Regions from separate parts of the Mus musculus genome. Here all the other regions are linked to region 1. A link is a contact called in public Hi-C, HiCAR-type, HiChIP or PLAC-seq and promoter capture Hi-C data. All regions are on one chromosome and are shown on one strand. The core of a region is the stretch at or near the end of the contact, and the rest is flanking DNA. Distances in the headings are between cores, read along the strand shown. Region 1 holds the start of Ctbp1 (C-terminal binding protein 1). Region 2 holds the start of Slc5a6 (solute carrier family 5 (sodium-dependent vitamin transporter), member 6). Region 3 holds the start of Nrbp1 (nuclear receptor binding protein 1). Region 4 holds the start of Gtf3c2 (general transcription factor IIIC, polypeptide 2, beta). Region 5 holds the start of Mpv17 (MpV17 mitochondrial inner membrane protein). Region 6 holds the start of Cenpa (centromere protein A). Region 7 holds the start of Agbl5 (ATP/GTP binding protein-like 5).

Region 1 (3,732 bases), core at 266-2,765:
TACAAGGCAAATTTGTCCTAATCAATCAAAAGCTCAACACGACAAGGGACATAACCCTGGGCCAGGAAAGGTTTGACAGGCAAGGCTGTCCTGCTGATTTCTGGAAGGCAATGGGCTGGGCCTGCCCTCCCTACCCCATGGGAAATTTGGACTATAACCCTGCTGGTTTGGGTGCAGAGCCTCTTCCTACAAAAGTGTGTGTGTGTGTGTGTGTGTGTGTGTGTGTATACACATGAGCCTCCAGGGAGTTCAGCTCTGAAGAGGTGCAGTGTAGGGGAGGAGTACCCACCACCAGTCCAGGATGAAGGCAGGCCTGGAGGGCCTTACCCCGCCACACCCTGAAACAAACTGACAGGATCTGCAAAATGGCCTTGTGTGATAAGAGGTATAGTGGGCCATCACAGGGCGCCTCCCTTTTTCCCTCCTGCCTACAGTTCCTTATTTCCTGCTGGCAGCACACGCTGCGAGGATTCATCCCCTGCCAGCTTTCAGGCTATAAGGAAGAAGGCAGTGCCCTTGTGAGAACAGAGCTGGGGGTCAAGCCGTGTGGTCATTAAAGTGGAAGCGCCAAAGAGAGGGACACTGTAGGGCACTTGGACGGTGGGCAAAAGGCTCCTCCCTAATCCGAAACCTCTCGGCTGCCCCGCCCGAAGGTGGGGTCGTCTTCGCTGCGCGTGCGCCAGGCTACGCGGCCAGGGAACGCAGCCAAGGAAGGACTGCCCTCCACAGGCAGGACCCCTGTGGCTTAAGGACTTTCATAAATGAATAAAAAAAAACGTAAGTGGTCCAAATCCAGGTGCCAAGCTGAGCATCACTAAGTCGACCAGAGGGGTGATAGGCATGTAGGCCACCCATGTTCCCTCAGCGCCACCTCTAGAGACTACCCGCTCCCGGATCTGCCGACCCGAGGCCCATGCGGAATCCGCAGGCTCGTCACTCCGGGAACACCTAGGTCCCGGCTGGGTGTCCACGAGAAGGATCCTCGCGGGACCCCGGGCCAGGAAGACAGGCCCGGCTCGGTCACAGTCTGGGTCGCACCACCACAGGCCCCTTTGTCACCTGCGCGGGTCGCGAGCGGGCATCGGAAAATAGGGACGCGCACGCGCGTGCAGCAGTTCGCGCATGCGCATCACCCGTTGGCCTCCTGGGTTTCTCCCCCCCAACCAGGCGCGCGCGCAGCGAGCGCGCACGCGCACTCGCACACAAAGCCAGCGCCGCGCGCGCCCGGCCGCCCCGCCCCCGCCCCTCCACCCCCCGCCCGCAGCCGGAAATGCGCGCGCGCGGCCTTACCCAGCGGCAGGCCCTTGTTGAGCAAGTGGGAGCTGCCCATTGAAAGGTGCGGGTGGCCGCGGGCCCCGATGAGTCCGGCGCTCTCCGCCGCCGCGAGCCCTGCGCCTGGGGCGGCTTCGGCGCAGTCTGCTACTCCGCCCGGCCGCCTGCGCCCGGCCACCGCCGTGCCGAGCCGCCACCGCGCCGCCAGCCGCGCTCCGACCGACGAGCGGGCGGGGACACGCGGCGCGCGCGCGCGGGCGTGGCCTCGGTTGGTCTGCTGTTTGCAGGCAAGGCGGCGCGCTGGACGTACGCGGGCGGCTCAGGGGCCCAGCTGCCCGCCGGCCCGACGCTCGGCCCCCACCCCCAGCGCCCCTCCCAGGCTGGATTCCCTTCCTGGACACGCCCCCAGCTGTACCCGCCCCCGGCCTCCCCTCCCCTGCGCGTACCCCGGACTGCGCCCCTGCCACTCCTTGGCGCGGTGACCTGGGCCGGAGCCTGAGTGGTGAAGCAGCCCATCCGCGTGGGGCGCTACCAGTCTAGTCGCCGGGGCCTCAAGAGGACAGCGAGAGCGGTTCACTCGGCCCCTTGTGCGCTAGAGCTGGGGCCGCGGACCCAGGACCCAGGAGCTGGACAGCGCCCCAGCCAGGGAAAGTGATCTGTGCGCAGGGACAGATGCCCGCTGGCCACCCCAGAGTAAGCGACTGACTGTTGGTGGGACTGTCAGACAGGCGTAGCGAGGGATACCGCTTAGCTGTTAAAAAAAATAAAAATAAAAAAAAATAAAATAAAATAAAATAATAATAATAATTAATAATAATAATAATAATAACATCACGGGAACAGTCCAAACTGAAGGATGCTGAAGGCCATATGGTTACGAGTTTTGAAAATCAAATCTTTGAGAAAGGTGGGCAGTATCAATGAGGGATGACAAGGGCCTGGGCATCTGTTTACAGAAAAAATGCTTTGAAAATACCTTCCAATTCCATCTATTGGCAGACATGGATGGAGAAAAAGATCTAACAGGTGGAGTCTCAAACCTGCTACAGTATTTCCTAAATAGACTGAGGGCTAGGGGGGAAAGCCAGCAGATGTACACTTTCCCTTAATCCCCACCCCTATCCTGGACTGTCTCTCCTGGTCTGTTCCAGTTTTCTCGAGCTGCAGGTGACTCCCTACAGATCCATCCAAAGGGCTCCTCCCAGTTGTTCCATCCTAACATAGCAACTCCATGGCAGAGTGACACCTCCTATTCCTTCTCAGGCTGCCCAAATTCCCACTTTTTCTTGCACATTGTGACTAGGACCACCACATCACTCCATCCTTGTGAGGGATTATATCAGGGCTTGTATAAAAACCCTTAGGGCTCAAAAGATGGCCTAATAGGCCATCACTTGAAAGAGGCACATTGGACTTGCAAACTTTATATGCCCCAGTACAGGGGAACGCCAGGGCCAAAAAGGGGGAGTGGGTGGGTAGGAGAGTGGGGGGGGTGTGGGTATTGGGGACTTTTGGTATAGCATTGGAAATGTAAATGTGCTAAATACCTAATAAAAAAATGGAAAAAAAAAAAAGAAAAAAAAAACCCTTAGGGCCTCCCAGGAAACCTCGGAAACCTCCCAGGAAGCCTCGGAAACCCAGGCTTCTTGTCACCATCACACTGGCTTGGACTCCTACTCCAGGGATGGTCCCTGCAGGCAGGAGTCTGCTCCTGCGGATGTGAGGTAGAAAGCCACTAGGTAGAGATGTGGAGATGCACAGGTGGTTCTGAACATGCCCATCCTAAGAGACCCTATGACCTTAGGATTGCCCAAAGGCACCTGTAAGCACTTGCTCCTGAGAGAGCATCTGGTGTCTGTTGGGCCACATTCACCCTCACTCCACTCTGTTCAGCATTGCTCAAGGTCTGAAGTCCTGAGCCATCATCCTGGTGCCAGTAAGAGAGTATGATGTTTTACCCTTACCCTGGCAGTCTCCACCACAGGCCATAGGTTAGACTGGTTACTGGTAAATGGACCCATCCTGCCTGCCTCAGCTGTTTATCCTCTGGCAAAGCTGTACTTTCCCTGGGATCACACTTATCAGAGTGATAAGGGGATCCCAGTTGTTCCCTTACCAGAGAGTACTAGGTTTTCATCCAAGGAATGGGCCTGGTAACACAGCACTCCCCTCAGCTTAATCAAATCACATCTGCCCTCTGAGACTAGAGGATACCTTGTACCCAACCAAAGAGACCTATGGAGAGACAGGCCCAAGGCACTGCCCTGTGTGCCAGCCCTTCTTCGAAGTAATTTGAGAATCTAACATGAAAGGTTTACACTCTGCCTTTCTCAAATATTCGGATTGTTTACATAACTTATAGAATAAATAGTATGGAAACTGGATGGAGCTTTAAGCATATGCACTATGAGACATATTATAGGTATATTCCATATGCACTATAAGACATATTAGAGGTAT
Region 2 (3,963 bases), core at 400-2,899, 2.2 Mb before region 1:
TATTGCCTAGTTGGCAGGGTGCGGTTCCCACAGACTAATCCTGAACTATAAGCCTCACAGGACAAAGAAAAAGTCTGAACTTGGGCCACATGTTCTACCGTCTCTGGGTCAAGGATTCTAAGGGGCTCTGGTTTACCTAAAGGGGCCCCAGGCCTTGATATTTTGCAACACCTTGAGTTTTCTTTCTCTTTGGCAAGCTGTCACTGCTATGGGAAGATGAGGAGGATAGACAAGGAGGGTGACACACACCTTTAATCCTTCTGGAGGCGGACGGAGAGGAATCTCTAGAGTTCAAGGCCTACCTTGTCTACAAAGTGAATACCAGGACAGCCATATCTGTAGAAATACGGTCTTGAAAAAACAAAACAAGCCGGGCATGGTGGCACACGCCTTTAATCCCAGCACTTGGGAGGCAGAGGAAGGCGAATTTCTGAGTTCGAGGCCAGCCTGGTCTACAGAGTGAGTTCCAGGACAGCCAGGGCTACACGGAGAAACCCTGTCTCAAAAACAAAAACAAAACAAAAAATAAAGAAAAAACCCTTCTAGACCAATCCTAGCACACAGGGGGCAGACAGGTGGATCTCTATGAGTTCCAGGCCAACCAAAGCTACACGGTCTCAAAATAAAACACCAAGTGGTCGGGTAGTACCGATTTGGTTCCTCTGCTTCTAGAGTTTCCTGATTAATTATCTGCGTTGAGAAACCACGAAGCCTCTGGGATAGAGGAAGAAGAGGTAAGCAGACAGGAAAACGCCAAGCCAGCAGTAACACAACTTTCATACGATCCAATTCTAGGAAAAGAACAGTGGCTTTCTACAAACTCCACTGATTCACAACAGTGGACATGTCTTTTAAAAAGGTCTCACATTGCATGGGACTTATCTGCAATGAAAGGTATTGAGGTTTGTGGGTTCATTTCTTTCAGTACTGGGGACAAGACTTAACTAGGAATGCCAGAGCTAAGTCCTCACCCTCTTCCCCCTTTGAAATATAAGGGAACACCTGCAGGGCCAACTGTCACCAATATCTAGGGCTTAATATTCCTCAAGATCTGAATGGCCTTTCTCATTAAAACAAGATATCCCACCAGCTAAATGTATTGATAAATGCAAATTCAGGATTTCCAGGCAGATACCTGGAGCCTGTGGAATGGAAGCATTGGCAGGCTAATTGAGATGAGCTCTAATTGTCTCTAGTTACCTTTTGAGGAGTCGTCACCCAGAGCAATAGCTGTCCCCTTAGGTGTGATGGGTCTCTCCCAGCGCCCTTCCAGTCAGACCTGCTGCTGTTCTGCTTGCCTTGCGTCGGTGGTTCGGCCAGGGCTACCAAAGTTCCTACGTTCTTTCCGAAACCAGCATTGGTTTTTCCCCCTTGGCAAGGCAAAGAACATGAGTTAAGGAAGCGTCTTTCCCGCTTCGCGTCCTTGCCCGGGCTGCAGAACACTACGCAACATTAAGGTGAAGGGTTCCCAGGCTCGTGTTCTCTTGCCAGCGTTTGCCCTTCGCCCTCCGATCTTCACTCCTCCATCACCCTTACCCTCTCTCGGCTCAGCTTTCCCCTTCTCTCCGCACGTGGCGAACCCACGACTTTGCACTAGTATTTAAGACCTTCCCCAAAGCCCACACCGAGAGGCTCACCCCGCCCCGCCCCTTCCAGTCCCGCCTCCAGGCGACTGAACTCAGTCTCTCCGGCCCTGCCCAATCCCCGCCTCGCCCGGCCCATCCTACACCCGCCCTGCCCACCTTTGAGATCTCCACATGAGGGCAGCTGGCCCGCAGGCCAGCCCGGCCCGGCTCGGCTCGGCTCGCACCTCCTGACTTGGTGACAGCGGGACAGCAGGACCCCGCCCCCTACCCCCGCCCTCCCGGGTCCCAGCGCCGCCATGTTTACTAAGGGCGGATGGAGCTGCCCGGGCGTCCGCACCGGGCTGAGGGTCATGCAGTAGCTCAAGGCAACTAAGCGCTAACTGGACAGGCCTGCGCTCCAGGAAGAATGGAGAGATGGTGGGTCTGTCCACCGCGAGCAAGCGCAGGACAGGAGCTCAGAATTCCGCGAGCAGCCCGAACCTGCGGGCAAATTACGCCTCGGGCTCCACGGCTCGTGCCCCGGGCGGACCAGGCCACGCCCCAGAGTGACAGGATTTGGAAGCTAAGCCTCGCCTCAAGGCTGGCGCGTGACACGCTGGGGGCGGAGCCTCGCGCTCGGTTCTCGCGAGCTGTCAAGACGGTGGAAAGCAGTGGGAAATGGCGTCTCGGGAGTCAGGCGGCTCTCGGGCGGCCGCCCTGCTCCTGGTTCTGGGCGTGGAGAGGGCCCTGGCTCTACCTGAGGTACAGAAGAAAGTTTGAGATCTGGCTGAAGAAGGTTGCTGGCCGTCAGCCCGGAATCCAGCTCGCCCGCCGGTGTCTGTCCCTTTGGCCAGTCGGAAGCTCAGATTTTTGTCCCTGAAGCTTCCCCGGGCCCTGTGCCTGCGGGGATGGTGTTGTCCAGTACTCACGTAGTGCAGGCCACTAGCACCTTCGCCCTGCCCACATTCAGAGTCCTTTGAAATTTGATCTCCTTGCTTTTGAATAATTTTAAATAGTGCTTCCCAGACGAGTCCCAGGGTTCTTCTGCCAGCTCTCCTTGCACGAATGCTGTGCGTGGTGCAATGGCACGACTATCTATCTATCTATCTATCTATCTATCTATCTATCTATCTATCTATCTATCTATCTATCTATCTATCTAAATATATAGTGATGCTTGAGTACGCTGTGTACCTGCAGCCCTTTAACACTTGCCAAACCATGCCTGTCAGGTGGAGAAGTCTCTGGAGAGGACACAGTATAGTCAAGTAATAATGCACAAACACGAGGATCTTCTCTCGTACAGTGCGCTGATTTGGTGCGGGGGTTTTAAGGGAAAAAAATGGGTTCTGTTTACAAAAGGCACTTTTCCGCTTTGCATTATGGGAATTCTGGAAAGGCTACTGACTTGTTCTTTTTTTTTTTTTTCTTTCTGGAGTCTTAATCAGGTTTCTTTCTCTTCTGCAGATATGCACCCTGTGTCCGGGAGGTATGCACAATTTGTCCAGAGTGGCTGCTTACTGTGAGGATACATCGAAGCTAATGCAGGCCCGATGCTGCCTGAATCAGAAGGGCACCATCTTGGGGTGAGGGAGGAGAAGACATCCTTGAATATTCTTTTGAACTTTTTAGAGTTCCCAGACTGGAGTCTACAGACTTGCCTAGCAGGCTCTGGGGATAAATATTAGTACCTAAGTGGAGACATTTAATGCTCGATTCTAAACATTTGAATTTGATGATTTTTCGATAAGTAAATGATCTTTTGATTTTTTTTTCCCTGAATGACAAATCATAGTTTTTGCCATTTTATAGGCTTTTGTGGCTTCATTTAAAATAGTTTTATTATTAAGTCTTTGTATTATTTTTACTAAAATACATTTAAATTTTTCTTCATTTTATTTTTTTGTTTTTAATTGTGTCTGTCTGTCTGTCTGACTGTCTGGGTACAGGCACTTGAGTGCAGGTGCTGGAAAATTTCAGAGGCCTTGGATCCTCCTGGAGCTGGAATGATAGGCAGTTGTGAGATACAGTGTGGGTACTGGGAACTAGACTCAGGTCTTCTGTAGGAGCAATACTGGCTCTTAACTGCTAAGCCATCTTTCCAGCCTTTAATTTTTTTTTTTCCTTCTTCTTCTTATTGTTGTTCTGGGTACTAGGAAATGAACCTAGGACTTTATGCAAGCTACCTTTTTTGGATTTGCTTTTCCTTTTGTTTTCTTTGAGACAGAGTCTTGCTATATAGCCCTGCCTATCCTGGTACTATGTAGCACAGGTTTTGGTCTCAAACTCATATCATTGCTGTTACAGCTTCCCAAGTACTGGGATTACAGGGGTGAGCCATCACATCTGGCTCTTTTCAGTATTTTGACACATGATCTCACTAATTGCCCACACTAAC
Region 3 (3,762 bases), core at 312-2,811, 2.0 Mb before region 1:
GGGCTGGCTATAAGTGCACAGATATCCACCAGCCTCTGCCTCCGGAGTGTTGGGGTTAAAGGCATGCACAACCATCATCTGGCTAGTATTTATTACTTTTGTAATCAGGAAACATAAGTGAGGTGGTAAAAATGTAGGCAGCAGTTGGTCATTTTAGGTATACATGAGAAAATAACTGAAAATGAGGTTGCCAAAAGATCCTCTGTGCACATTTGAAATAGTACTGACAGAAAATAATAGGAACTAAAGTAGCATGAACAGATATGTCATGAATGCTTGCCATGGCTCAGGAGTTACAATGGCTTTGGCAGAAAGGCTAATCTGGAGAGGATGAGCACCCTTCTGAGACTAGAACAAACTTTGAAATGGTGTGCTATACATTTTAGGTAAGTGCATCTTTTAATCCAACATCAGAATTCTATTTTGTCTTGACACAGTGTTGTTGCTCTATTGCTTATGCTGACCTTGAACTCACGGCATTAGCCTACTGAGTGATAGGATTACAGGTATGCATTACTATGCTGGGTGAAAAAAAAAGTTTGTTTTTGAGACTATGTAGCCCTGGTTGGCCTTGAATTCACAGAGATCTCTCTGGCATGCTTGTTGAAATTTCAGTTTTTAAAGCAAGCATTTTAAAGTGAAGAGATGAGAAAAAAATGAGTCTCTATAGGATTTCTGTGTGAACCCGTGAACTAGGATTAACTAGTCCCTTTAAGGAGAGTAAAATTGGTGATTGTGACATTCTCAGATTCAGATGATTCATCCTTCTTCCTTGATAATACATGTATAATGGTATTATACATCTCTTAAATTCTGCCTTTAACTTTCTAAGATCAATGGCTTACCCAGAATCTATTGTAATTCTTTACACTCACAGACAATGTAAACTCTTTCCAAATAATACCTTTTCAAAGACAGTTTTGATGGATCTTCTTACTTCGGATTCTATTTTGGACTCATGTCAACTTAAATTTGAGTAACTTTTTTTTTTTGTTTTGTTTTGTTTCTTTTTCGAATTTGCCAACTATCATTGGATAACTTCAATGAGTTCTCCCTTATGTGGGTCGAATCAGGTTATGTCTGGGTAAATAATGTTATGCAAATCAGCAACTATTAGTTTTCATGTTAAGCGATTAAAAAAAAGCTTTCTGAAAATTTGATGACCAGTGCACTGTCTCTTTCCCAAATGGGGAATGTGGGTGGGTTCGTTCCTCAGATTGAAAGGCTGCGTCTTCCGTTCCTTTTGTCTTCTTAGAGGATTAGGACTGTCATGGCGCTTTCAAGAAGAGAGAGAAGGCCTTCCTTTCGTCCGGCAGAATTACTTGGGGGCACCTCGACTGGGAGGAGGATGGACAGAGAGACAAGAAGACAACGCTGGCAGGCAGTCTGCCGGAACCCCGCAAGGGGAGGAGACCCGGCAGTAGACTGCCTTGAGAGCCTCGGTCTGTGGGAACCGCCCCCCGCTGCCCTGTCCAATGGAAACCTGGCGGCGGTGCGGCACCGCCCACTGTTGGTCCGGACGCCGCGAGGGCGGGGCCCGCAGTTCGGTTGCGCTGCGGAGCGCAGCTGTGAGGGAGTCGCTGGGATCCGAGGCCCCGGAACCCGAGCTGGAGCTGAAGCGCAGGCTGCGGGCGCGGAGTCGGGAGGTGAGCTCCGGAGAAAGAGGCCCTGGAGGGAGGGGCTCGCGGAAGGGCGGCAGGATGACCCCGAGCCGCGGGCCGGCAGGACGCGGCCGGCGGGTGCTGTCGGGCGGCCCTGCTTTCTCGGGAGTCAGGCCCGACCTAGCCCGGCCCGTCGCAGCTGAGGGGCCACCTTGGCCCCAGGGCGCCGCCCGCCCTCCTGGTGTCTCCGGCGTGGCCGCGGCGGCCCGGAATTCTGCGGGCGCGGGTCGGGGGGCCCCGGCGTTCTCTTGGAACTCTGGCCGCGAGAGGCGGGGCAGGCGGCGCGGGCGGGGGCGGGGCGGGGGCCCGGGCCCGAGGGCCTGCGGAAGGAAGCGCGGCGTCCGGGCCGGGCCTGCTCGCGGGGCGGCGCGCCGAGCGCGGGGGCGTGGTCTGCGGCCTGACGGCGGGGCAGGGCTGGCCTTTGATGAGGTGGCTGTGGTGCTCGGTCTCCTGGCCGGCCACTGTCTGTCCGCCGCCGCTTCCTTCCAGATACTGGCCGGGCGACCTGTTGGAGTGTTGACAAGCTGAGGGCCTCCTCCCTCCGAGCTTGCATTCTCTCCGACTGAGCAGTTCTGTTGACCTCAGAGGCTTTCTGGGTTTCCTCAGAGCGGCCTGTGGCTGCGAGCTATGCGGGGTGATGTGCAGAGGGCTTTCAACTAATAATGGAAGCCGGGAGAACAACTTTGCGAGATGACAGACAATGCCCTGTAGTGAATGTACTATGCGTCCTCAGGGTAGCTAGAGGCTTCGAGGAGATACCCTCACCGATGCAAATGAGCTTTTCCACAGTGATCCCTGTTAAAACTGCCAGCAGCTCTGAGGCAGAACCCCCAGTGTTGCACACGTTTCTGCATCTCTTGCGGGAGTGCTTGGAGATCTTTAGGCACTGCTCTTATTTTACCTTCTGGGACATGATTGGGAGGGCAATGTGCTTTCTGGATGTTTGTCTCTGATGACAGTTCATCTTTTCTCTAAGTGCCCCGTGGAGGGGCTGCCTGTTTCCTTGGTCCTGTAGTTTTAGATTCCATGGGCTTTGACGTTCCAGAGTATATTCTGTATCTCGCTAGACTTTCACTTATCCGTTCAGATTGGATGCACATTCTGCGAATGTAGCTGAAACAGACTTTATTATTTTCTTAGCTCTTTGATAGGGGACGGAGGAAAAAGTGATCCTTAACTCATCTTTTTTAGTGGTTTATTAAGACATGCACGCAACTAATAGCTGTCTTGGCAGACTGAGGAGGCTTTCAAGGACTTTCCTTAGAAATTAAAGTGGGGAAGTATCCTACCAGATTTCCCCTCCCCCGCCCCCGTCCCGTAGTGTTCTTTGCGTTTACTAGAGCGTTAATACAAGTCCCTCGATTCAGATAAAACTGTATAGGCTGGGGAGAGATGCGTAGAAAGGGTCGCAAGAGAGTTGTATGGCCATTCTGGTGTTGATTGCAGGTCTTAGGTATTCTGAACTGACTCTGGAGTGCAAGTTTACTTTCCAGGGTATCGCTTTCTTACTAGACTGCTCTTCCTTGAGTTAATCACACACAGGTTTCAGTTTTTTTTTTACAGTCTGTGTTCATTTGATTGTCCCTTTTTTTTTTTTTTTTTTTTTTTGGTATGGGTTAATTAGAAACTTAGGTTTTTCTTAAAGCAACTCTGCGCCTATAGAAATGTTATTTTTAGTACTTTACCTATAAAAACTATAGCTTGAATTATTTGTTTCTGAAGGAGGTAACTGGTATCAGATCTAGTGCCTCAGAGATTGGAAAAGTCAGAGCCTTTGAGCAATGTAAATGAAAGGAAAGCTGGAAACAAGGTCTTTGATTTTTTTTTTTTTAATTTGTGCTTAGGTAAGTGTAGGCATTTCATTTATTTTAATTCACTGATCTATCTCAAGCACCCTCCCAGTGTGTGACGTACAATAACCTACAAATGTTACTAAACATTTCAGTGAGTAAATGAAAAGAAATGTTGTTAAACAATACCCACTTGCCACACTTACAGATGGAAGTCACGCCTGTCGGTCACTTGGCCCAAAGGCAGCTTCTACCTATGTATAGGAAAGATGAATAATGTCACTATTGGTCTAGTAGGATAAGTCACCCTT
Region 4 (3,626 bases), core at 676-3,175, 2.1 Mb before region 1:
TAAAACAAGTAACAACAAACCAATATTCAGACTTTAGTAAACTAAGACAAAATCAATCTGTCTTTGAACGTTTGGAAGGTGGTGGTAGCGCATGCCTTTAATCCCAGAACTTGAGAGGCAGAGGCAGGCAGATTTCTGAGTTCGAGGCCAGCCTGGTCTACAGAATGAGTTCCAGGACAGCCAGGGCTACACAAGAAACCCTGTCTTGAAAAACCAAAAGAGAAAGTTTGTAAGATAAAGATAAGAAAGTAAGTTAAGTAAGTTTGTAAGATCTTGCCTTCCTGGTTTACTACACTATTCGAACTCGATGCATGAATCAGTATATAACTTTTTTCAGTGAGTGACTCAACATACAAAAAAAAAATCCTTTTAAAAATTCACTTCTGAGGGAGGGTGTGGGGGACTTTTGGGATAGCATTGGAAATGTAATTGAGGAAAATACGTAATAAAAAAAATACAAAAAAAAAAAAGAAAAAATTCACTTCTAGTAAAAGGCAGTGGCAGTGAATGGTAGAATTCCTATTTAGGATCTGACAATACAAATTTTAAACAGTAAAGGAAGAAATGTTCAGTAAATTCTAACTAGGATTTTTATATCCCATACTGTCTGATTTCCTTGCTGCTTCAGGTTGCTAACCTGACTACTTTGGCAAAAGAAAAACAATTAGATAATACTTCATCTTAAACACGGACTCACTTCACATACACTGTTTAATACACTGGTTCCCAAAGTATTCCTATCATGCAACTGGTGATTTATCAGATAATTTTACTGGTCCAAAAACAAACATATTATTTGTACAAAAACCTGCAACTCACGTTTTCAGTTGATACTGCTAGAAACTAAAGAGTGTAAATCTGAATAGAACAACTTAAAACTATTAGGAAAAATGGCACTGCAGTTGATAGCGGTAAGCGGTAAAAGGTAACGTAAGCAAAGGTTAATTTGAATTTATGTAACAATCAATGTACCTCCAAGGGCAAAAAGACCTGGTTATGTCCTAAACCTGCCCAGAAAAGTGAATTACCTCCTGTGGGGGTGAAGTCGCCATCTCTGTCTTGTCCAAAAGACGGCAAACTTGCCGCGGGATAAAAGGACCAGTATAAGGAAACATAACTGGCCCTTGGCTGCGCCAATGGGGTTGCAGCGCGCGGGGCACAACCCCCGGGGTTAGAGCCACTTGGAGGAAAAGGCTGAGACACAGTAAGAGGGAATGAGCACAAGAGGACTGACTGCAATCAGACAGAGACACCACCACCTGCCATTCCCCAATCCTGGCCGTGGGGGCAGCTTTCGAGCCCCAGGCGAGCCCTGATTTCCCTAAGCCTTAAGATAACTGCAGGTTCACCCAAGTCCGAAGGCCCAACGTAACGAGTTCAACGTAAGCAGTGCAGAAACCTGAGTCCAGTTTACCGCGCTACATACACCGAATTGGGGAAGAAGGTAAGACCGGCTGGCAGAGATGGGGGATGCTCAGTGGCCCCAGTGGGGACGGAGGAGAGAGCTCGACGGTTCTCGGGAGAAGCGCAAAGGCTAGGAGGCGCGCTGTCTTGCGCGGGAGTAAGACGGGAATCGGGAATCGGTTCCCATTGCCTTAGCGCTACGGCAAAAGAATGGGAGGAGTAATTTTGGGTCCCCCGCACACCCCGTTGCGGTACACTCACCCGCGCCAAAGTCCTTCCGGAAGTCCAAGTTCGAAGATGGCGCCGCCTGTCGGGTCGCGGTTTTATGACGAAATCTTGATCGGCTCTTCCTTGCCCCGCCCCCGAGACAAGGTAAACGCAAGCTTGGTCTGGAACGCGTTTCCTGCCGAGCTTTCTTTTAAACTCTGTGTTCCATAATGCAGCGCGGCGCGGCACTGAGCCCTCCGACGCCCGCGAGCTGGAGCGTGGCTTCCGCGGCCCTAGGACACTGCAGGGCCTTCTGGGAATTTCAGCGACCGGAAGGGGAGGTCGGCGCCTGCGCGGCACCGCAGCTCCACCAGCAGCCTTGTGGAAAAGCATTGAAGAGGAAAGTGTCGCGCTTCTGCTGTCGCCGAGCGTTCCGACCTGCCTTTCCACCCAGGTTGCTGGCTTTGTGGAGAAAAGAGCCTGACCACACCTGATTCTTAACTACAGTCCCGAGCTTCGACGGACTAGGAGACAATCCCTCGCCCCCAGAGATCTCCTGATTTTCTGCTGCCAGTGAATGAGCCAAGACAGGAAGAAAATAAAGAGGAGGGCTTGGAAAGAGGCCAAGGGAAGAAAAGAGCGGGGGGAGCCTAGCCTGGGTGGGTAGGCTGCGCTTTTAAAGAGAGCATCAACCCAGGCCTCACGCCACTCCCTCACTGGGAAGTGGCCTCCGAGCAACAAGGTTTTCAGCCTTTTAAAACCATGTAGCTTTCACAGATCTGCCTTTACCCAGGAGGAGGGCGAATTAAAATGAACCGGAAGAGGTGAAATATGGCAGCTTTCCCCTTTCTAAATAGTCTTGTTCAATTATTCCCTTGGTTAAATCTTTACAAAGAGTAATGGTGCACGCTTATAATCCCAGCACTCCGGAGATGGAGTCAGGAGGATTAGCAGTTCAACGTGATCCATGACTACTTGGAAATTGGAAATCAGCCTGTACTATATTAGACCATGTCTCAGAAAAATGAGAAAGGGAGAAAACAATGGGGCACGTCAACTCCCAGACTAGGTACTCAAGGCTGAAGCAGGAAGATCTCTTGAGCTCAGGAATTCAGGTTCTACCAGGGTAATCCTGTATCCTACCAATTAAAAAAGGAAAAAGGGATTTAGCCAAAATCTGAAAGGAAAGAAAGAGAACACCCAGTTCTCCGACATCCTCTTATGCTCAAATGACAGCATTTTGAATGGCTGTCTTCCTCTTTTAGATAATAGCTCCTAAACATTTTATAGGGAGTAACAGATTTAGTGCTTTGATGAACAACATCTCTTAAAATCCTGCCTCTGGTTAAGTTCTCTTTGGTTTTATCACACAAAAAAATTTTTTTAAAATAACTTTGATTTTGGAAAAAGATTCTCAAAGTTTAAGATACAACAAGTGAAAGCTCTTTTCTTTCTTTTTTAAGATTTATTATTATATCTAAGTACACTGTAGCTGACTTCAGACTCACCAGAATCATTACGGATGGTTGTGAGCCACCACGTGGTTGCTGGGAATTGATCTCAGGACCTTCAGAAGAGCAGTCAGTGCTCTTAAATGCTGAGCCATCTCTCCAGCCTGAAGGCTCTTTTTTAAGCTTAACTAACCCTGCACGCAGTTGATCTGTTTCTCATTGTTGGTCCAGCGTATGTATTTATACTGAAATTCCCTTTTATGGAATACCATAGTTGGTCTGGAGCGCATCACGGCTCCGCATCAGCCTAAGTGCTCTCATTACAAGCACAAACCTCCATGTCTATCAATTCTTGTGTGCGTGTGAGAGAGAAACTATGCTCACATTCATGTGGGTGCTTTTCGAGGCCAGAAGAGGATGTTAGGTCACTTGGTGCTGGAAGCCATCTAACATGGGTCCTGGGAAACTGGTCCTCTAAAAGAGAAGCACACACCCTTAACCACTGAGATCTCTCTTCCACCCCTGTCTGACTGGGGTTTTTTTTGTTGTTGTTTTTGTTTTCTT
Region 5 (3,948 bases), core at 221-2,720, 2.1 Mb before region 1:
AGAGGGATCCAACAGAGTTCCAAAGCTGATTACTGAAGGATTCCCTTTTAATATGATTTAAACTTTAGATATATGACTGTTTTATACACTTCACAATAAACATTATGTATAAAAATGGAGTAAGTTACTTCAGCACTTGTTAGGTGTGTCATTTAATGTGGACTCATTCCTGCTAACAGACCTTTGGAGGCGCCTATGCATGGAGACAATGTGCTCAGCACACTATAAAGTATAAGAGGAAAGCATTTAATTTCCCAAGGTGGGGTCTCTTGGGGGCAATGCTTTTTAAGAATGGACTACTTAGGCTAGGCAGTGGTGGCACATCCCTTTAATCCCAGCACTTAGGAAGGAGAGACAGGTGGATCTCTAAGTTGAAGGCCACCCTGGCACACAGATTTTCATGACAGCCAGGACCATACAGAGAAGTCCTGCCTTGAAAAACAAAAACAGAAACTATCACCTAATTTCTTGAGGACTTTAAGTCTTGCTCGACAGACTGTGCATCTCTCTCTTTTAGATTTATTGTTATCATTTTAAACTGTGTGTGTTTGTGCAAGTGAGTGCAGATGCCCCAAGTGGTTGGAGGTGACAGAGCTCTCTGGAGCTGGTGCTACAGGTGGCTCTGAGCTACATGACATAGTGTAGAATCCTCTACAGAGCAGTATGCGCTGTTAACCTCTGAGCCACGTCTCTATTTCGTCTCCCCTCCAGCATGGGTCTCAGAAACAGCTCACCCTCCAAAACAGACATAATAGTTCAGGAGAAGGGAAACACTTCCGGGGGGGGGGGGCTAAACTGGAGGAGGTAGGTGGTGTCGTGATATGGGCCTCCTCCTCCACCTCAAATCAGCTGCTCTAATTATACTCTGGTCCCAGAGTGACACTCACCAGCTGTCAGAACCTGGACTTTCCACGGATGTGCTGCCAGGGCTCTCTGGTATGCTCGCCAGAGTGCCATGCTCCCTGTCAAACCAAGAGGATAAGTCACTCCCATTGCCCCTCACAGTAAAGAACATGCCTGCCATTTCCTTATGCTCACTCTCCTTACTTCCAAACTCTGCAAGTGACAGAGGCCTCAGAAAGCTTGCTTACTGGGCCGTGCCCCTGCCTTGTGGTCACTATTCATCTGGAAAGGAAGCAGTTTTGAGTAACCTGGTCCTGGTCCTGAAGCAAGGCATCCAGTCCTGATTAAGACACTCATGAAATTAGACTTACTCTGGCTTCCATCCAGAGTCTGGGTTCCATCCCCCAAGTAAACACGATAGGTCCCCAGATTCAGTTGGAATCTCCTTTATAAGAGTAACTACACACCAGAAATAAACCAAGACCTGGATCTGTAAGGTCACATGACCTGCAAGAACTCTCAACCCACAGTGCTTCAAGTCTCTGAATGCCAAGAACCTCCGCTCACCTGAGTGCCAGCTCTGCGCAGAACCTTCTCTCACGTGACCGAAGCTGGTCCAGGGACTTCCGTATCGAGCACCGCCTCTTCCGTCTGCCTGCGGGCCGGGCTGTTGTTTGGACACAAGCAGTCCAGGAGGAATGCAGGTGGGTGGGGCCTTTGATACCCCTTGCGAGGCGGCTCAGCCGACCACTTAAGGGGAGTGGGCAGCCCCCTTCTCGTGGACTGCACCAAACATCGGTGTAGGACAGTCTGTGCTTCCCTGTAACTCGGCTGCCCCCACCCCCCACCCTCGTTCTCCCCAGACTATCAGGCCAGACTGTCAGTCTCCCGGAGGTAGTCAGGTCTAGACGCCCTTCTCAGTTTGGAAACTTGAATGCTGAAGTAGTGCAGGTATACCCAAGCTCCCAAGTGAGCAGAACTCAGACTTGTTCTATTTTTTTTCCTTGTTCTTTATACCAAATTTTTAAGTTTTGTCTGAAAAATCTTTCTGGACAAGCAGTCAACTTTCAGAACCACTGGCTTAGCAGAACCTGAGAACGCCCGTGCTAGCTGTCTTAAGTTTGGTCATGAATTTTGTAAAATGACCCTGTCTTGCAATCAGGGCTCCTTGAATTCTAGGGCTGTACAAGAGGCAACTCAATGGAGGGTTTGTTTTGCTTTATGGGTTTCTAGAGTCATGCTTTGTTTGTTGTTTTTCCAAGACAAGGTTTCTCTGTGTAGCCCTGGCTGTCTTGGAACACACTCTGTAGACCAGGCTGGCCTCCAACTCAGAAATCCACCTGCCTTAGCCTCCCAAGTGCTGGGATTAAAGGAGTGCGCCACCACACCCGGCTTCTAGTCATGTTAAGCAAAGAGGCATAAAACTATATTTAAAAAAAAAAAAACATTTTAGGAATCTTAATCTCCCTCTAGTTTTAACACCCAACTCCCTGCAAATCCCTTCCTGAGGTAGGTAAAGATGTATACGTCTCCAAGCCTTGAAAAAGGTCAACTTATTTGATGTCTGTCCACCCCCAGCTCAGTTAGTCAGTTCCTGTATGATTAATGAAGGATGGATTCTATTAGAGAGAGTAAGAATTCAGGGGAATTAGATTCTTGTGTACAGAACATGCTAAAAGAATTTCACTAGTAGACATAATAAGGGAGTCCAAATGTGCAAGATTGGAAGGTGTTTTTAAGCGATATGGATTCAAGCCTTATTCAGATTGCTTAACCTCTCAGAACCTAATTGTCATTACATAAAATAGTACCTACCCCATGGAGCTCAGGGGTATATGAAAAGCACCCCAAACCGAGAAAATGCTTAATATCATTTATCTATCCTCCCTTCTCTCCCACTAGAGAAATATAAAAGTCCCTTAGTGAGGTTTGACCTGGGAGTTTCTGGAGGGGAGAAGATACCAGGAGGGAAGTGAGCCCAGGATCTTGCACACACACTAAGTCCATGCTCTTCCATTGAGCTACATCCCAGCCGAGATGAGATCTTGAAGGACACATAGGTTTAGGTGTTGGTGTCAAAGGCAACAGAATAAGCTAAGGCACACAGGAAGAAGAGCAAGAACCAAGAACAGCTACACTGGGAAGGAAGATAGGGAAGAAAGGACTGAGGAGAAAAGGCTTGTGGGAGAGGAGAAAGAACAGAACAGAAAATATTGCCCCCACAGTTACTTCTCAGCTCAAGCGTGAATCAACACCAGGAGCAGGGTCGCTGGCACAGCCTTTAGTCCCCCCCCCAGGTTCCACCTTCTCTAACGCTGGAAGTAGGGAAATACAGATGTGCTGTATGGATGGGTTGCTCTGCAGGACAAGCCAAGCTCCTCTGCAATGGAAGGCACTTCTTTATTAGTTCAAAAAGCAAGCCCGACACCGCCTGAGCTGGATCACAACAGAGTGCTATAACACTTGGCTCCTAACACTAATGCAGTTATGGGCCCTTCTGCTGTGTAAGGACCTTACTGTCCTAGAGGTCTGCTTCCTCTTCTGTATAGGAAGGGGACTCACTACTTGGCTCTCTTCTTAAAGACTTCTGGCGTTTGACAAATCTTCTACACTACTCAGGTAGAAAACTGTTTCCAGATATAACAGACCAATCTTGAGTGCTCTAAAGTCTAGGTTTTGTTTCAGGCAATACTAATGTAAACTGCATCCCATCCAAGAGGAAACAGGCTACCTGTTTCCTATTTCCTAAGATGGTCTAACTACTTCCTTCCACACTTCAGCCTGTATACTCCAATGTGTCCCCTGCCTGTGTTTTCAAGACAGTATCAGTCATGTGAGGTGCTGCTATCCACAGAGGACTTGATTGAGCGAACAATACATTATTGGGTTCTAAATACTTTCTATACAGAGTTTAAACATGTTTAATACGTCAGCAATGTGACCATATCATAAAGATCAAAAATCATGACTTGTAAAAGAATGATTGAAATAACTAAAGATATTTAATCTAGAGGAAAAATGCCTTGGGAACACATGATAGCTACTGTGAAGTACTGAAAGGGCAGCCACAGGGGGGGTGACTATTTTCTAACACCCATTAGTAAA
Region 6 (3,845 bases), core at 86-2,585, 2.6 Mb before region 1:
AGTCCGATTGGTTCAAAAGCCAAAATATGCAAAACTACGTACGTTAATAAGCACTACCCTCCTCTTATGCCTTAACCCACACACCATTACAGTTATATAGGTAGTATCATCAGTTTCTTATGAATCGTAGAGTCTGTCCTCAATCTAGCTTTCTCCTTCTAGTTTACTAAAGGGCTATCTGTCTAGAGCAGACTTCATACACGGATATTATCTGACTAATTAACAGTTGCTGAGGATCCTGATGTCTTCATATATATATATATGGACTTCTGGATCATATAGTAATTCTATGTTTAAATTTCATGTCTGTTGGTAAAATACTGGAGATTGAACGAGTTGGTTGTTGGTCTTTTGTTTATTTGAGACAAAAATAAAATAAAATAAATAAGATAAAATCTTGCTCATAGCTCTGACTAGTCTGGAACTCACTATGTAGGTCTACTGGCCCTGTCCTTATAACAAACCTGCTTTTACTTCCCAAGTGCTGGGATTAAAGGAATACACAGATGAAGTCAGAGCACCTGTGGCCCAACCTCTGAACACTGCTGCACAGAGGACACCAAACTTTTGGAGGACATTTCAGATTCGAACCATGACACATTTCCATAGCAGCTGTGCCATTTTACACCACCCACCCCAATGTTCCACCAGGCTTCTATGAAACCACTGATTATATAAGTATTTTCCTGATTAGAGTACACGTTCATGATAGATCATTTAGAAAACTCAAAAAAGCAAAATGACGAAATTCTCTTTATTCTAATTACGGAGCCATGACCTGAATTCATATTACTCCCGGGAGAAAAGGAAAAGCCGGTTTTTTTCTCAGGCAATTCTGTCATTGTGTTTGATAGCATGGTCCAATAATAGTGCTGGCGCCTGCCCTGCCTGGACCTTGTCCTCAGATTCCTCCGTCCTGGCTGTCCCCACGACCCTATCTTCTGAAAAGGTCATGCAGTTAACCAGGCTTCTGAATCATATTTGCTGGTTGCTTTCAGGAGTGTCACGGGTGCTGTGTGGAGCTGTCACATTCTTGGGCATCTGTTTCCGTATTTTTAAAGCCACCTCAACGTTTGATAGAAAAGCATAAAACTTTTGAGGAAGTGAGCTCTACAAACCCACCACCCACGTAAGAACTGAGCCGTCCTGCCCAGAGGGCATCTGAAAAAGAGATCAACAGGAAAAGGGTGGGGAAATCCTGCCTTCCTTCCCGTCTTCAAGTACCCATTGGCTTCAGACCTTTATTCTCATTGGTTTATCTGGATGTCGCTCCACGCTGGCTTTCCAGAACCAGCCACTGAGAGTCACAAAGTTGGGATTTAAAAGATGCGGTGGGAGGGGCGGGTGATTTTTTGAACTGCTGGCGACCGAGTTCTGGCGGTCCTGACGCGCACCTTGGGCTTGCTCGCGTTCGGTTTCGGCAGCAGGACCAAGAAGGCTTAGGGAAGGCGGCGGGACCCGGCCCCTCGAGGCCAGCCATGGGCCCGCGTCGCAAACCGCAGACCCCAAGGAGGAGACCCTCCAGCCCGGCGCCTGGACCCTCGCGACAGAGCTCCAGTGTAGGTAAGCGAGCCTGCCCTGCACCTCCGAGGCCGGTGCGGTCATCCTGTGGGGCCGGGCCTGTAGAGGGACGGTTCCTGGTCACGGCTTGCCGCTAACCTCGCGTAGGGGTAATGGTTTTTTTGTTTATTTGTTTGTTTGTTTGCTTGTTTGTTCCTGACCGGTTTACAGCAGGGAGAAAAACGAAATGCAGACAAGACAAGGAGTTGGAGCAAAGACAAACTCATTCTGACGGACACGGGGTCTTTTTTTGCATTTATTTACTTTGCATGTATTTTGCATTTATTTTGTGTTCGTGCTCTGGCGACGGCCAGAAGAGAGCGTCGGAACCCCGGGGCCGGAGTTACAGTTGTGAGCTGCCCTTTTTTTTAGAGTGCTAGGAAGAGAACTCGGCCCCCCTGGAAGAGCAGCCTGGGCTATTAACAGCTGAACCAGCTTTCTAACTCCTACTCTTTATTATTTATTTGCAGCACTAGAGATGGAACCCAGGACTCCGTGTATGTTAGGCAAGGGTTCTACTACAGAACTATATCCCCAACCCTCTCCCCGACCCTTTTTTTTTTAAGACGGGAACTCGGTATGTATCGGTGTGTAGCCTTGGCTTGCTGACCTGAAACGTGCTATGTAGACTAGGCTAGCCTAGAGCTCACAGATCTCTGCCTGTGTTGGGGATGGTTGTATGCAGTGTGTATTCAGGAACTATTTCTGAGATCTGGTTACAATCCAGACACTGCCTCAATGTGATGTAAAAACTGTTTTCCATCACCTCTGATTGGTTAATGAGCTGATCAACCAATTGGCTGGGCAGAAGAAAGAAGAGTGGGACTTCTGTTCCCAATCAGAGGGTCCTGAAGAGACCAGGTGAGAAGAAGAGATGGAGAGACCATGTGGGTGAAGAAGGATTACTCATGAGGTCTGGATAAGAGAGCAGCCATGAGGACCCACATGGACCAGAGAGAGCCAGGGCAAGATCAGATGGCAAATAATGGGTCATATAGCCTGGTAACAGCAGCCTAGCCGGGTTAGAATATCTCAGAACCGCCGGGCGCGGTGGCGCACGCCTTTAATCCCAGCACTCGGGAGGCAGAGGCAGGCGGATTTCTGAGTTCGAGGCCAGCCTGGTCTACAAAGTGAGTTCCAGGACAGCCAGAGCTATACAGAGAAACCCTGCCTCAAAAAAAAAAAAAAAGAATATCTCAGAACCTACCTAGCTTAATGCCAGCAGCTTGTTAATAAAAAGGGGGGTAAGGAAGGACTTAGAATTAGATTTACATGCCTGCTTCTGCTTCTCTGGTGCTTGGATTAAAGGCATGCACCACCACATTCTATTTCTCATTGAGGTATGGTGAGCCCCTAAGGGAATAATGTGGTCATGGTTGTACCGCTCGACCAGAGCTGATGTTCGATGTGGACTTCCAGTGTAGAAGCAACCTTCCATTACTCTTATCTTAGGGAAAAGTTTTACATCAGCTGCGCCCACTTCTTGGCTCTCCTACTGCCCTTGTCTGCTGACCTTGTTCTTCCAGCCATTTGGTGCTTTTTATTCCCCCCTCCTTCCTCTCCATTCAGCCTCAGGCCTTGCTAGGTGCCCCCTCCTTTCCCAAGTCAACCAACCCTTCTTTTATGTGGGCCCTTAGACATATCTCCCTTTTGTGCTGTAAGGGACTTTGTGTTGTTCTTGCTACATAACAGCTCACGGCCATCTGTAACTCCATTTCCAGGGGATCCTTCTGGCCTCTGCAGGTACTGCACACACACAGACATGCACATAGGCAAAACAGATACACATACACATAGAATAAAATAAAACCATTTTAGGTGTGTGACAGTGACATCCATGTGTCCCAGGCTAACCCTGAGCTCAGGACACCCTGTCTCTGTATTCCAGGTGTTGGAACTGTAGGTGAGGGCCTGTGGGCCTGACTGGAGAGAGCTTTAGTGTGTAAGTCCTGCTTGAAATTCTCGGGCTCCCACCTGCTAACGTTGACCTTTGAGACCCAGCCTCAGGGTGTTTGAATGCAGTTCTTTCCAGGTCATCTCTGATCACTTCCGTTTCATAAACACCTGTTTGTGTATCATGAGTCTTGGAGTTCTCTTCCTCTTCTATTTCTCAAAATCTTTCTTTTCTGGGAGAGAATAAGTTCTCTCCATGTAGCCCAGTGGAGGTTCCTACCTCTGCCTCTCAGCGATGGATCGCACACGGCACGGCATTCAGTTCTCTCGCTATTCAAACTCCTTGAGTATAGTTTATTTTGATTCTTGGTTTTGGCTCCTTTTCCTTCTGG
Region 7 (3,625 bases), core at 1,019-3,518, 2.4 Mb before region 1:
AAGAAAAGAAAGAGAACGAGACTGGAAGCCGGTTAACAAGTAGTTGCCAGAGAAAGAAGGAAAGCGAAGCTGGGAGCGATTACTTGAAAGGCAATGAATGTTCTTCCTAGTGACTTAAAAGTTTTGATGGGATGTGCTGGTGCATGCTCTGATCTCAGAATTCTGGATGCAGAAACAGGCGAATCTCTTCGAGTTGGAGAAAAAATTGGTCCCGGGCTCCAGCCTGAACATTAAAAACAAACAAGCCCTCTAATAGAGAGGTGACATTTGTACAACATTGTGATTGTACTACAGGTCACTAAAACGCTCACTTGGACTTTCCCTGATCAGTGTAGGTGGAAGACCCCTTTGGGAATACTTGGTGCTGTAGACTTGAGAAACAAAGGGATAAGTATGTTATATGAACCTCAAATTTTAAAGGCTTCACAAAAATAAAACAAGGGAGAGACAGATAGTGGGGTAGGGGGTTGTAATGAGGAAAAGAAGGAGAGGAGGAGAAAGAGAGAAATATGAACTGCTTCAAATGCTAAGGGCATGCCTTGAGAACTATAGGCAGATGAGTTTTGGTCACGGTAGCAACACGCTCCCCCCCGCCCCCCCCATCAGAATGAAATCTAAGTAAGATTTCAAACCACCTCTCTACCTAGCTGGGTGTTTCAGAACTGCGACTGGGGGAGGGTTCCTGGACCCAACCACTCCGCCAGTCAGAGCAGACTGCACAGAGGACCTGGGCGTTGAGTTTGTTCCTTTGTTTAAAAAAATGGGTGAGCTTTCTGTGAGCCAATAGAGGGCTGGCCCTGTGAGGAAGAGCAACAAATACGTGAGCCAGATAAGGGGTCAACCCATCACGGCAGAGAAGACACTTGGTTGGCAGTGAAGCCCAGGTGGGGCGGAAACCTTTCCCAGACCTCGACCATAAAAGCGAGGTTATAAGCGACTAGGGCAGGACCTGGGACTGCACCCAGCCAGTGGGCTCGGAGAGTAGGAGTCCGGGCCGCCGCTGCATCCCAGCGTCCAGGGCATAGGGGTCCCTCGCTCCCGTGGCTCGGTCTTCCCTTCTGGCCTGGGTCTCGGTGAATGGACCCCGACACTTCAGCTGACGGAGCGAATGTCTTTCGCATCATCAGAACAACATGCTTTATATACTTTCATCACGCCGAAAACCAAAGGAAACCTGGAGCAGAAGCAGCATTCGTAGTCCCAAACACCGAAACTAATGTCTGCTTAGCGAGAGGAAGGCCGCCCCAGCTTTAGCCTCAATCCGGCTCACGGCGAGCTCCTGCCGCAGGGTGCGAGCCTGCAAGCCCGCCTTTCTTCTGGCCCGGGATCCTTTAGTTTACGCAGAAACACATTAGGGAAAAAAAAAAAATCTTGGTAAGCATTAGAGGGAAAACTGCAGCAGCCCGACGCAGCGGGGCCTTCGATAGCTCAGTTGGTAGAGCGGAGGACTGTAGTCAGTACAATATGGTAATCCTTAGGTCGCTGGTTCGATTCCGGCTCGAAGGACTTCGTGCACTACTTTTAGTTTACCTACACCCTAGGTCAATTGCTCCGTGGGGGAAACGCTTACTTGAGGATAGGCAGTGTATTTTCCTGGCTACGTTGAAAACCCCTTGAGTACATATAGCAGTTAAGTAGTCGAAGTACAACGTACCTTGTTCGCATATTAGGTGTTAAAGCTATAGTGACATGTACTTCAAGAAAAGTCCTTATTGCTTATGTATGTATTACATGGCTCTGTTTCAAAATCTTGCTGAGGGCTCCATCCTACTTTATATTGTGAACTACATTAGAAAACTGAGTCTCAGGAAACCTTGTAAAGGTTACAGGAAGGTACAGCACTACAGCTGGGGGATTAGCTCAAATGGTAGAGCGCTCGCTTAGCATGCGAGAGGTAGCGGGATCGATGCCCGCATCCTCCACTTCCTTTTACACACCATCAGGCTCATGATCTGTTGTGTCCACGTTTCGTTACACAGTAGAGCTAGGAGCACGGTAAACAAAGATCGGCTTCACATGCTATTTTCTTATTCACAGGTAAGTCTTTTCCTGTTTCCTGCTCACTGCTCTGTCTTTCCCGCCTCGGGGAGGCGGGCCGTTAACCGCCTACAGAGAAGACGCCTAGTGAGCCGCACACGGCGGTGGCCCGCGGAAGCCCCCAAACGGCCCCCTCACAGGTACCTGCCAACGTGCACGGAACCCTGCGTGGCGACCAATGGCAGTGCGCTTTACTGGGCGGGTAGCCAGCTGCAGCTGCGGCCAATAGGCAAGAGACTTCTTGTTTCCTGGCAGAGTGGGGTCCCGGCACCGCGGCTCTCTGGTTTTGTGTGGGTCCCGGGTGGAGGGCCCGGGTGCCGGGGCCCGAGGTGCCGCCTCGCTAGCGGGAGAGGGAGCGGGAGCAGCGGCCCGGAGAGAGGTGAGGGGCTTCGCGTGGACTGCGGCCCCGCCGGCAGGCCCCGCCCCCTTCTCAGCCCGCTCTGCCGGAGCCCCCGTCGAATGCCACCCCGCCCCCCGGCCTGCCGCGGCCGGCCCGCCGACCCCGCCTTTGGTTGACTCCCTCTGCTCCTGTGGCCTCACCTCTGACCCCTAGGACCCGCCTTCCTGTCCGCCAGTGTACCTGTCTCGACCCCTCCCACGCTTCCAAACCCCACCCTGCCCTGGACAAGCCAGGCAGCGCGAGGGTCCTCGCGAATCGAGGAGCTGCCTGCTGCTTCCAAGCGGGACTCTACTGGCCCAGCCTTCCTAGGGGTGCTTAGGACGCCCGTTACCCACACCTTCGAGGGTAGCTTTTGCACGGGCTCGTGTCTACAGGGCGGGAGGATGGAAACAGACCCTAATTGGAACTGAGGTTCAGGGCAGGTGAGCAAGTGGCTTTGGCCGGGCATAGGCTACGTTTTCATAATAGGCGTAGTAGAGGAAGGGGGTGGTAGCAACGCTCTTCAAGGTCTCCGAGAAACGAGTATAATTACAGTCGGTGCTTGTGAAGACAAAAGAGGTAAAGAAAGGAAGCTACCATTTACACTTAGAAACTTGGTTCTTCTTGCTCCGGGCTGTCCAGTACAAAGCCAATATAGGAAATTTTAATATGGCCTCTCCCTCATAGAGTCAGTGGCAACCACCCGACCTCGAGTCTCTGCCTCTTAGGTTGTTAAAAAGCTTGAGAATCTAGCGTTTTCCAACTCAACTAAGGAAGCTAGTGAGCATTCGATTGGGGAACGGTGGTGATGTAGTAAAATAGGGTGTTTTTAGGTCGCTCATACTCCTTGGGTGTCCAGGGACAGAGTTGTGCTTTCTCTTGATCTTACTGAAAGGCTACTTCCAGGTTTTCTATGAATAAGAGCGTTTTGCTTCATAGAGTAGAAAAGACATTTCTCATTTATCCAGACATACCAAACACATTGTTTCATTTTCTGCCCTTCCTCCCTATCCCAACTTTGATTTTTTTTCCCCCCAGCTCTCAGGGCCTGTGTGGGGCAAGAGGATGCTTTCCCAGCCCCACCATGGAGCTGCGCTGTGGGGGATTGCTGTTCAGTTCTCGCTTTGATTCAGGGAACCTAGCCCATGTGGAAAAGGTGGAGACTGTGTCTAGTGATGGGGAAGGCGTAGGAGGGGTGGCAACAGCCCC

Evidence for each region. Hi-C and Micro-C count contacts between places; a contact is called where the count stands out from the background. HiCAR-type assays count read pairs that join an accessible place to other places. HiChIP or PLAC-seq counts read pairs in DNA pulled down with a chosen protein or histone mark. Capture Hi-C pulls out chosen DNA fragments and counts their contacts.
Region 2: a promoter capture Hi-C map of liver shows a contact between it and region 1, with 4 times the contacts expected there. The contact joins the promoter of Slc5a6 here to the promoter of Ctbp1 in region 1. A contact is called at or near these places in 1 of 39 promoter capture datasets (liver), 2 of 484 Hi-C or Micro-C datasets (B cells and CD4 T cells), 1 of 115 datasets of contacts at active chromatin or transcription factors (large pre-B cells) and 1 of 9 other capture datasets (liver).
Region 3: a contact with region 1 is called in a Hi-C map of B cells, with 6 read pairs. The contact joins the promoter of Nrbp1 here to the promoter of Ctbp1 in region 1. A contact is called at or near these places in 4 of 39 promoter capture datasets (hippocampal neurons, liver and pre-B cells), 1 of 484 Hi-C or Micro-C datasets (B cells), 1 of 115 datasets of contacts at active chromatin or transcription factors (astrocytes) and 1 of 9 other capture datasets (adipose tissue).
Region 4: a promoter capture Hi-C map of adipose tissue shows a contact between it and region 1, with 4 times the contacts expected there. The contact joins the promoter of Gtf3c2 here to the promoter of Ctbp1 in region 1. A contact is called at or near these places in 1 of 39 promoter capture datasets (pre-B cells) and 2 of 9 other capture datasets (adipose tissue and liver).
Region 5: a HiCAR-type map of astrocytes shows a contact between it and region 1, with 4 times the contacts expected there. The contact joins the promoter of Mpv17 here to the promoter of Ctbp1 in region 1. A contact is called at or near these places in 2 of 39 promoter capture datasets (liver and pre-B cells) and 1 of 115 datasets of contacts at active chromatin or transcription factors (astrocytes).
Region 6: an H3K27ac HiChIP or PLAC-seq map of thymic regulatory T cells shows a contact between it and region 1, with 12 times the contacts expected there. The contact joins the promoter of Cenpa here to the promoter of Ctbp1 in region 1. A contact is called at or near these places in 1 of 39 promoter capture datasets (liver) and 1 of 115 datasets of contacts at active chromatin or transcription factors (thymic regulatory T cells).
Region 7: a contact with region 1 is called in a promoter capture Hi-C map of liver, with 5 times the contacts expected there. The contact joins the promoter of Agbl5 here to the promoter of Ctbp1 in region 1. A contact is called at or near these places in 1 of 39 promoter capture datasets (liver), 1 of 115 datasets of contacts at active chromatin or transcription factors (astrocytes) and 1 of 9 other capture datasets (liver).

What each region holds. Positions count from the first base shown.
Region 1 is chr5:33,273,489-33,277,220 of GRCm38.p6, forward strand. Ctbp1 (C-terminal binding protein 1) reads right to left here and starts at 1,516. Exons shown (of 10, transcript NM_001198861.1): 1 at 1,291-1,516.
Region 2 is chr5:31,046,430-31,050,392 of GRCm38.p6, forward strand. It overlaps Slc5a6 (solute carrier family 5 (sodium-dependent vitamin transporter), member 6), which reads right to left and starts at 1,650. Exons shown (of 18, transcript NM_001360022.1): 1 at 1,537-1,650; 2 at 1,201-1,370. Atraid (all-trans retinoic acid induced differentiation factor) reads left to right here and starts at 2,211. Exons shown (of 7, transcript NM_027855.4): 1 at 2,211-2,327; 2 at 3,033-3,151. The coding sequence starts at 2,244.
Region 3 is chr5:31,239,357-31,243,118 of GRCm38.p6, forward strand. It overlaps Nrbp1 (nuclear receptor binding protein 1), which reads left to right and starts at 1,562. Exons shown (of 18, transcript NM_147201.2): 1 at 1,562-1,646.
Region 4 is chr5:31,178,219-31,181,844 of GRCm38.p6, forward strand. It overlaps Gtf3c2 (general transcription factor IIIC, polypeptide 2, beta), which reads right to left and starts at 1,926. Exons shown (of 19, transcript NM_027901.2): 1 at 1,666-1,926.
Region 5 is chr5:31,152,781-31,156,728 of GRCm38.p6, forward strand. It overlaps Mpv17 (MpV17 mitochondrial inner membrane protein), which reads right to left and starts at 1,471. Exons shown (of 8, transcript NM_008622.6): 1 at 1,411-1,471; 2 at 888-962. The coding sequence starts at 957. Gtf3c2 (general transcription factor IIIC, polypeptide 2, beta) reads right to left here. Exons shown (of 19, transcript NM_027901.2): 19 at 3,226-3,948.
Region 6 is chr5:30,665,551-30,669,395 of GRCm38.p6, forward strand. Cenpa (centromere protein A) reads left to right here and starts at 1,336. Exons shown (of 5, transcript NM_007681.3): 1 at 1,336-1,563. The coding sequence starts at 1,479.
Region 7 is chr5:30,886,666-30,890,290 of GRCm38.p6, forward strand. Agbl5 (ATP/GTP binding protein-like 5) reads left to right here and starts at 2,269. Exons shown (of 16, transcript NM_001374737.1): 1 at 2,269-2,859; 2 at 3,455-3,625. The coding sequence starts at 3,501. It overlaps Gm35795 (a long non-coding RNA gene), which reads right to left and starts at 2,290. Exons shown (of 2, transcript XR_376844.2): 1 at 2,182-2,290; 2 at 1-1,329. n-TYgta9 (a tRNA gene) reads left to right here and starts at 1,418; the gene lies at 1,418-1,506. n-TAagc15 (a tRNA gene) reads left to right here and starts at 1,850; the gene lies at 1,850-1,922.